Linked DNA regions of Mus musculus: region 1 is linked to region 2. A link is a contact called in public Hi-C data. All regions are on one chromosome and are shown on one strand. The core of a region is the stretch at or near the end of the contact, and the rest is flanking DNA. Distances in the headings are between cores, read along the strand shown.

What was found. A called contact is a pair of places that touch in the nucleus more often than the background predicts.
Region 1: a contact with region 2 is called in a Hi-C map of epidermal suprabasal cells, with 2.0 times the contacts expected there. The contact joins the enhancer-like site here to the promoter of Esrp1 in region 2. A contact is called at or near these places in 4 of 484 Hi-C or Micro-C datasets (embryonic stem cells, epidermal suprabasal cells, nephron progenitors and 1 more), 4 of 115 datasets of contacts at active chromatin or transcription factors (double positive thymocytes and embryonic stem cells) and 3 of 9 other capture datasets (adipose tissue, liver and pancreatic islet).

The regions. Positions count from the first base shown.
Region 1 is chr4:11,420,656-11,425,372 of GRCm38.p6, forward strand. No RefSeq gene overlaps it. Among named protein-coding and RNA genes, the nearest start is that of Gm35631, 36 kb to the left of the region's middle. Within about 2 kb of position 3,091, at least 9 of the 459 cell types and tissues checked have an H3K27ac peak or open chromatin away from gene starts, as enhancers often do. A contact at or near this core is called in epidermal suprabasal cells, where this site is marked.
Region 2 is chr4:11,384,644-11,389,348 of GRCm38.p6, forward strand. Esrp1 (epithelial splicing regulatory protein 1) reads right to left here and starts at 2,140. Exons shown (of 16, transcript NM_194055.3): 1 at 1,662-2,140; 2 at 1,004-1,132. The coding sequence starts at 1,793. It overlaps Gm35631 (a long non-coding RNA gene), which reads left to right and starts at 2,489. Exons shown (of 2, transcript XR_390400.3): 1 at 2,489-2,541; 2 at 3,222-4,705. RefSeq lists an enhancer at 2,380-2,409.

The sequences.
Region 1 (4,717 bases), core at 1,841-4,340, 37 kb after region 2:
CCTTCGGGGCTGTGCGGAAGTGAGCTTTCTTGTACTGTTTGTCATTCCACTTGTCCTGTCAGAGACTGTGGAGATTCCTGGTAGTACAGAGACAACAATATTTGCCCATTTTGCCGGTGCTACAGGCCTGAGAGAAAGAAGAATGGTACGTCTAATAGAAGTGATTACACTGTATACATCCAAGAGAGGCTGGGATGTATAACAGAAACCTGTGTGAGATCATTGCTTCATGTGTTTTTCATGATAAAAATTTTCTTTATGTCCTTTAATGTTTGGTTTACAAGCAAGGCATTCTTAAGCTACACATTAACTAAATGTGATGGCCAGTCTTCAATGCCAACTTGACTGGATTTAGAATCAAGTAGGAGACACACTTCTGTTTGAAGCTCTTGACTGAAGGGAAATACCCACCTTGAATGTAGCTGTCACCATCCCACAAACTGAGGTGCTAGGCTGAACAGAAATAGAAAAAGAGAAGACAGGCTGAGTGCCAGGGTTTGTGCCCTGGGATTCTGACTCTGGGCACAGTATGACCAAGGCTTCTGCCCCACCCCTCTGCCATCACTGTTTTCCATCAAACCTGAGCCAAAGTAAACCTTCCTCCCATTGCTGCCCCTAGCAGATCAGTTGCCACAACAACAGCAAAGGAATCTAATGCATTGAGCAGAACTCTAAATGGAGTTGTGATTAAAAAGTTGGATATATCTCTGTAGTTAAAAATATTTATTTATTTTATTTTATGTTTGAGAGTGTTCAGTGTATGCCGTGTGTTTGTCTGGTGTCTATGGAGACCATAAGAAGGTTTCAGATCCTTGGATACTGGAGTTAAGTTGGTTATAAGCTACCAGTCGGTGCTGGGAACTGAACATGGTTCTCTGCAGAAGCAGTAGGTTCTCTCTCTCTCTCTCTCTCTCTCTCTCTCTCTCTCTCTCTCTTTTTGGTTTTTCGAGACAGGGTTTCTCTGTATAGCCCTGGCTGTCCTGGAACTCACTTTGTAGACCAGGCTGGCCTTGAACTCAGAAATTCGCCTGCCCCTGCCTCCCGAGTGCTGGGATTAAAGGCATGAGCCACCACGCCATGCACAGTAGGTACTCTTAAAAGCTATGCCATCGCTCTAGATCCTCTATAGAATATTGTTTAAAACAAGCATATCATTAAAGAAGAAAAAGTCCACTTCAATAAACTCATTTGGCAGCAATTTCTTTTTCTTTTTTCTTCTTTGTTTATTTCGGGGGCGGTATATTTATTTATTGGCAAAATAATTTTTTTAAAGCTTAGAATGTTATAAAAATAAGAACTGGCACTGGAAAGAATGATAGCGCATACCTGTAGTTCCAACACTCAAAAGGTTGGTGGCAGAGGCGTCACTAACTCAAAGTCACCCTTGGCCACATGGTAGCTTGATAGCAACTAGGGCTACATGAGACCTATCTGAATAAAAAAAAAATTAAAGTAATATTATTTTTGTTTGTTTGTTTGTTTTGGGTTTTTCAAGACAGGGTTTCTCTGTATAGCCTTGGCTGGCCTCGAACTCAGAAATCTTTCTGCCAAGTTTTTTCAACTTGGATTTCCTTCCATGAAGCAGTTCTATTGAGGTGAAACATCAAATCCTATGTTTTTGCACTGGTGAGATGGCTCAGCAGGTAAGGATATTTGCTGTGGAGCCTGACAACCTGAGTTTGAACCTAGGACTCATAGGGTGGAAGAAGAGAATGGATTAGAAGTTCTGCTTTAATCTCCACACATTTGGCTGGGTGGTGGTGGTGCTCACCTTTAATCCCAGCACTCGGGAGGCAGAGGCAGGCAGATTTCTGAGTTCGAGGCCAGCCTGGTCTACAAAGTGAGTTCCAGGACAGCCAGGGCTATACAGAGAAACCCTGTCTCTAAAAGAAAAAGAAAAAAAAATCTCCACACATTCATGGTGGCCTGTGTACTCCTCCCTTGAGTAAGTACATAAAAATAAAAAATAAAAACAAATATGGGGCTCACACTCCTCTAATTCTAACACATGGGAGGCAAAGCCGGGAAGATCTCTGTGAGTTTGAGGTCAGCTTGGTCTACCTAGTGGGTTCTAGGTCAGAAGTCTATATAGTGAGACCCTTAGAATAAAATAAAAAGGAAAATAATGCTCCTAATGTTAGAAGAGTTTGAACAGATACACCATGTGGGTAATGATTCCAGAAGCTATAGGTTATTAAACAAGAATCCAAGTGTCCAAGTACTCCTCCTTAAGAGCTGGTAGCCAAAACAACTCCAGAGGCTCCCCTTAGCTCCCCACCAAGACTATATATGTATAGGTTATAGCCAACGCCCTTGGTTGCCCAAAGGACTGGATTGCTGAAGACTTCACACACCCTGGTTGTAGAGAACAGAGAAATCATACTGGAACCGAGGGGCAAGCTTCTTCCTACCTGACTAGCCTTCACAGGAGCTGCTCTGTAGGCTGCTGGAGGAGAAAAGTCTTCAACAGGCTTGCTCAACTTTGGATCTTGTATGTTACAATTCCAACTTGCCAGGCAAAAGGTATGTTCTGGAATGACTATGATGGGTGTAGCCAATTGATTTTTTGATTGATTCTTAAGGCCTTCTCTTCATGCCCCGTACTGCGGACCTGGTCTGAGGAGCTTAAGGGTCCCAGGTGTGAGCCTAATTTGTGGTTTTACTGAGTGGACACATTGTCCAGACATAGACTGTCCTCAGCTTTCAGCAAAGATGCTCCTCTCTGCATTGAGTAGCAGGAAATGCTGAGGCACATGGTTGGTCATTGTGCTGAAAACGTTAACTCTTGAATGCTCAGTCTTAACTGTGGCCTCCACGTTACTCCATGCAAGGCTGAGGGGAGACTTTTAGAAAAGAAGGTGAAATACAATGTAAAGTTAGGGGTGTGGGGAAGGTTTGTAATGTGCTTTTTTATGGGCATAATATGGCTATGTTACTCAAGAACTTGAGGTAACTGTGGTTGAATGCATGGGTCCTGCATAAGGCTGACTCTGTAAATGTTCAGTTTCCAGACAAGGTTAGGCTCATGGTTCTCAGCCTCACCCAGGGGAGCTGCTGGCAATCCAAGGCTGCTAGAGAGAAAGCAATTGCTTTCAGTGATGTAGTCACTGATAAGTGACTCATGCCTTAGTGGATAGCTCCACACCCATGCCCACTGGAGAGGCCCTGGTTAAACCCAATGGGTCTCAAAAGAAAAAGACAAAGATAAGATAGTGGGATAGGGACTTGGGGGATGGTGGAAGAAGATAAGAAAATGGGTTTGTGTGTGACCAGAATCTATTATATACATGCATGAAATTGCCAAGGAAGAAATAAATTTTTTAAAAATTCCATGTTTCTAAGAATTGGAAGCTCGGGGCTGGCGAGATGGCTCAGTGGTTTAGAGCACAGACTGCTCTTCTGAAGGTCCCGAGTTCAAATCCCAGCAACCACATGGTGGCTCACAACCATCCTTAACGAAATCTGATGCCCTCTTCTGGAGTCTGAAGACAGCTACAGTGTACTTAAATAAATAAATCTTAAAAAAAAAAAAAAACTGCAATCAGGAAATCATCACCCTGGATATGTATATGTGTGTAGGGTGGCTGTTGTTTCTTGGTTAAAAAAAAAAAAAAAGAATTGGAAGCTCTAATCCTGAGGTCCAAATGGGCCAGGACTTTCACCAGGCCTCAGTGTTCAAGAGCATGCATAGAGGTGCAGTAGCCATCTGAGATTCATCAGAATCCAACGACACTGCTTGTTAAAAGGGCTTTCAGATTGAGAACTCTCAACTCATTGGCAAACCCCCAAGAGGGAGGATGCCAGTCTGGCTGTTTCTAGTGGAAAGGACACATGAAAAACCTGCAGTTTTATAAATTGCTCTACTGAACATCACCATGTTAGCCATTCCAGAACATTCTTTTCACTACCCCTTGTTTTAATTTCCATAGATACTCAAACTGTGTCATCTTACATTTTTTTGCATATGAATGCTTGCCTACATGTATGTATGTGTGTTCCATGTATTCCTGGTGCCCTTGAAAGTCAGAAGAAACCAGGCAGTGGTGGCGCATGCCTTTTATCCCATCACTTGGGAGGCAGAGGCAGGCGGATTTCTGAGTTCAAGACCAGTATGGTCTACAGAGCGAGTCCCAGGGCTATACAGAGAAACCCTGTCTCAAAAAAAAAAAAAAAGTCAGAAGAGGGCATCATATCTCAAGGAACTGGACATATAGATAGTTGTGAGCCACCATGTAGGTGTTGGGACCTGAACTTGGTCCTCTGGAGAGCAACATGTGCTCCTAACTACTGCACCATCTTTCAGCTTCCCAAACCATATCTTCTTTTGTGGGGAGGAGAGTTTGGATAACAGGGTTTCTCTGTGTGGCCCTGGCTGTCCTGGAACTTGCTCTGTAGACCTGGCTGGCTTTGAACTCACAGACATCTGTCTGCCTCTGCCTCCTGAGTGCTGGGATTAAGGTGTGTGCCTCCACTGCCCGATTCCATATCTTTTTAAGTACACAATTTGATTTGCTTTTAGACATGGATAGTCCTCTATAGTCAAAACCATAGACAAAACCAGTTTAGCTGGTGTGAGGTGAGAGGCACAGAGACCTGAAGGTGAGATTTACTACACTTATTCATCCCCATTCTGTAGTCTCCCATGCAGTTTCAGCTCCTGTCAGACCTATAATTATGGTGTACAGTGACTCCTACATAGACAGCTCCTGAGCTCTGG
Region 2 (4,705 bases), core at 890-3,389:
TTTCCAACCAATCTGCAGTTTTTGTTCGGGAGTTGAAGTCACTTCCCAGCAGCCCCGATATTCAGGATGAGACTAATCGGGTCACTTTTAACAGATTGCTTTTAGATTACATCATATTATAGTATTACTTTTTCAGTGTTTCAGGTTTAAGGAACCCATATCCGATAAACAAGCGGGGTAATGAATAAGCAGAATTCTGTAAGGCGGCTGGTTATCACCTTTCTTTAGAAAATACTCTAGAAATAAAATACTCTAAAATAATTCCTTTAACTGGAAACTGGTGTGCTACGGCGGAGGCTGGGAGAACGCAGAGCACATTTGCCGCACAGGTGTTGAGACCCGCCCTATTCCGGAGTCTAGCAACCGTCAGCACCCAGAGCAGTTTTTAGGTCACCTCAATTTCAACCGGGGATCCCGCCAGCTCCACGATGACCCAACAAACAGCCCCACAGGTTTGTACATGCAACCACTCCATGGGATCCCAATCAAGGCAGTAAAGAAGTAATGAGGAAGCTAAGCTTTTGGAAATTGGCTAAAATCAGGCGGGCACTCAGGTGCAAACCAAATTACAGCCATAGCTAGCATTAGCGCGGTATGACTGAGGGTCTACCCCTCTACAGCACTGCGCCTCCAACCCCAGGCGAGCTACAGACCCAGATACCAGGAGAGACTGGGTGAGCTCGGAGCTGGCACTGCAACTTCGCTGGCGGCCCGTGAGGTAAACCTCGCGCGGCGGATTCTCCTGCCCAAAGAACTACTCAGGAGGCAACAGGAGCTCGAGCCCATCTCAATCTCGAGACCCTGGGGGCCGGGAAGTCAAGCACCGCAGCCCTCCCCCGCCCCCCGGCCGGACTCCCACACACAAGGCTGGGAACCTCGCCACCCCACCCCAGAAACAAGCAGAGGCCGCCCCACGAGGGCGTGGAGCCGCAGGGTTGGGTCGGGTCGAGTATGGGGGCCACCTGGATGGGGGTGGGCGGCGTGGCCTGGCCAAAACTGTCACCTGTCGGAGGGCTTGGTCCAGCTGCGGCGCGGAAGACAGGTTTTCGGCGTCTATTTTAGTTTCTTCTTTACAATCCTCTGTCAGTTCCAACTGATCCGGTCTAACTAGTACTTCGTGCAGCTGTCCCACCTCGGGGAATAAGGGGTAGAAAACAAGGGGTCGGTTTCCCCCCTTTTCAATTTGGAAATCCTTCCTCCTCCCTGGCTTTTCCTGGACGGCTCGAGCTCTACAGGCACCTAACAGCAGAATCAAAGCTCCCTAGAAACCCAGGGATCTGGTCGCCCCACCCCCACCCTACCCGGATCAAGTCGCCCAGGCCAAGGAGGGGACCCTAGCGCCCCGGGGACCACCAGCCTGGCATAGGCGTTCTGCGACTCTCAGAGAACGCGGCTCGGCAGCGAGAGGCCTTTTTCTACCTGAGCCAAGTTTCAGAAGATTTAAACGGCTCCAAGGTGGTTGGCCAACAGGTTTGATTCTGCTATGGATTCTCTAGGCCTCGGGGCCCCGCTTCATAAGCGTGCAACCACTTAAAGAAAAGTGAAGAAAAGAAAAAAAAAAAAAAAAGGAAAGGGAAAAGAAACCGACTACCCTTTCTCCAACTTTCTTCAATAAAGTTGTTGCCCCGACTCCTCGTTTGGACCAGAACATAGTAAAGTACCTTCTTGTTGGCCAAATCCACGACTTTCCATAACAGCAGGATCAGCTCCTTCTCATCCGAACCCAGCTTGGCTCCGGTGGCCCCAGCAGTGATCCCAAAAAGCACCACCAAGTAATCCGGAGACGCCGTCATGACGATAGGTGGGGAGGGGGAGGAGGGGGGCCGGGAGGCGGCGAGGTGGGGTTGGAAGTGAGAACGAGAAAACCTGTGCTAAAACCCTCTTCCAAGAGAAAAAGAAAGCGCCCACCCCCCTCCTCGAGGCCGCCAGGGCAAAAGGCGGTAACCTGCCACCCAAGCCCACACCTGGCCGGCGCTCCACACCCTGGGCAGGAAGGGGGGTGGAAGGAGGGAAGAGCAGGCCTGCCCTTTTTGTATCCAATTGCTGGTGCGTCTAAGAAAAAACCCAGGAGCCGGGCTGCACCCCCGGGAGGCGCGCGCAATGGCTGAAAGCTTTTCTGTTTTGGGATGTGGCTCTACCTGCCCGCCCCTTTTCCCCCCTCCCCCACGTGGTGCAGGTAAGAGACACCTGGCGGCGCCCGGCCATTGGCTCCTTCAAACCACGACGTGGCAGCGGTGGGAGGGGAGCTGGGGGAGGGAGAAGAGAGGGCGGGAGACAAAGGCTGGATGAATGGGGAAGCAAGGGCTGGGGGAAGGGGAGGGAAAGAGAGAGGCGGGGAAGAGCTACTTGTCACCAGGAGGGTAGCCAAGGCCAGACCAAGGGGCGGGGGGCACGACGACGAGAAGGGTCCCTGCTCGAGGACGCAGCGTTGAGGGATTTGGAGGGTTGGCTTGGCCGAGGGTGTGTGGGGGGGGGGGGGGGAGGAGAAGCTGAGGGGTCGCGCGAATGACCAAGGTGCCTAAAGGTAAAAGAAGGCCAGAGGTGAGGCCCAGGGCGCGGCGCGTGGGAGGGACGGGTCTACGGCTGCCCGGGAAGCTGGTGCGGGTAATTGCGGAACCCGGCAAACGCCGCTCCTGAGCCCAGCACACCTTTCTGTGCAAACAGCCGGAGGAGGGTGTCCTGCTGGCCCTGCCCCTCACGGCGCGGGAGGCTGGCATTCGCTCTCTCCACCTCGGGGCGAGCCTCCGCCCCCACCCCCGAGCCGCAGAACCCGACGCTTGGCTGGCTAGGCAGGTCCTGGGATGCAATCACAGCCCTCGAAGCAGCTGGGGAACCTCGGGAGGAAGGACCTGTAGCCCCTTCTCTATTGCTATAATTGTTACATCTTCGTCGTGCTGGCTGCTAATTCGAGACCGGAACACCCTCTAGGACGCAGACACAGTTAACTGTGACTTGCCTTGGCTAAGAAGTACATCTGCCCCGCAGCCCTCATAGAGATTTTTCAGTCAGGCCAAACGCACTTTTCGTTAAATATCCTGCCTTTTGTTCTTGGAGCGTGTGACTTGGCCAACTTATGCCCATAGACTCCTGCGCCTCCACCACCAACCACCCCAGCCCTGCCACAAGCCACCAAGAGCTATATAAGGTTATGTTGACACTTTAGAAAAGTGCCATCGGTGGAGTTCCCTCGAGTTTTCTGTTTTAAACCGGTCTATTCTTAGGAGCCGAATTCCGTCTGAAATATTACTCGTTTGGCGCCCGGTGTGTGGCCTTGCATATCCTTGCAGTGAAAAGAAGCGGCCACACCCTTGCAACCGCAGGAACCTATTGGTACTCTCCTGGGGGACCCTTGTCAGGACAACCTAGAGACTACGCTTTCCCAGCGGGAGCTGACTCCCGGGAGTGGGGAGAGGAGTCGGAGGCCCGCGGCGCGCGTTTCCCGGTAGGATGAGGTGCGGCCGGAGACGGGGGCCGGCGGTGCAGGTGGCAGCCGCGTCCGGGATCGCAGGCGGAGGCCTGGCTCGCGCTCAGCTCCCGAGTCCCCGGGTGCCTCTCCTGGCCCCGCCCTAGCCCCGGTGTCTCCGAGCCTGCCTCCTTGTCCCCTGGAGTCGAGGGGGCTGGGACTGGGCGGGGAATCTGGAAAAACCACCCAGATTGCATTGCAGTGGGCGAGGCCGCTTGGAGGAGCCGGTTCTGCGGAGCCGCGTCGCCCCAGGGCTCTCTAGACGTGACCATCTCGGTTGCTCGGCTCTACCGAAGAGGCAACACCTGGCAAAGGCACGAGACTCCGCGGCACGCTCAGCACACCGGGCTGGGAGGCCCCAAGTCAGGCAAGCGAAGGTTGCAGAGAAAGTGATCACAGCCGCACCTGAAGCACCTCCGACAGGACTTTGGAGTTTGGATCCATCGTTCCTACGACAAGTTTTAAAGAACGGAAGACTTAAAGTCGGCGCTTTTACTAGGAGATGCCGCAACAGGAAACTAACATGAATCTCACAGCTGCCCCTCTTTTGCAGAGACTCTCCATCCCCCATTTTAATAAGCTGGATTATCTGTTTCTAACATTTTTTAATTTTTAGATTTTAAATTCAATTTTTAATTCAGTTTAATGTGTCCAACTGGATTTACCTTAACAAGGGTTTTGCTGTTTGTTGTTTTGGGGTAGATGCTCAGGGCTTGTAACAGCCTGGCACTTGCTCTGCCCACAACAAATACACAAATACAGTAATTTTAATGATAAAAAGAAAGGAAGGAAAGGAGGACGTGACTGCTTCTAGGTACGGATTAACATTTTTTTAGCCAGTGATCTCAGAGGCAAAGGCTAGGGAATCTTATGAACCTAGTCTAAAAACCCAGTTTCGGGATAACCAGAGCTACACAGACTAGGTAGTCTGGAAAAAGATTGAGATTAGCGATATGAGGGAGCCCATAGCTAGAGGTATGTGGAAGGGTCCAGAATGAAGAGGAAGCTGAGCCACGCCGTGTGAGAAGAGGAAGATAGAGAGAGGGAAACCAGGTGCAGTGGCCAAGGGGCCAAAATAGCTGGGTTATTGGTAGAAGGGCAACTCAGCCCAGTTCCTGTACTGGAGAGTTCAGGGTAGGGGGCAGAGTAAACCGACTAAGAGGACCTTGTAACTGGTACGGACTGAGGGATGCTGAGTTTTACGCTAGGGTTTAAGACCTAGCATCCCAGGTTTTTGTTGTC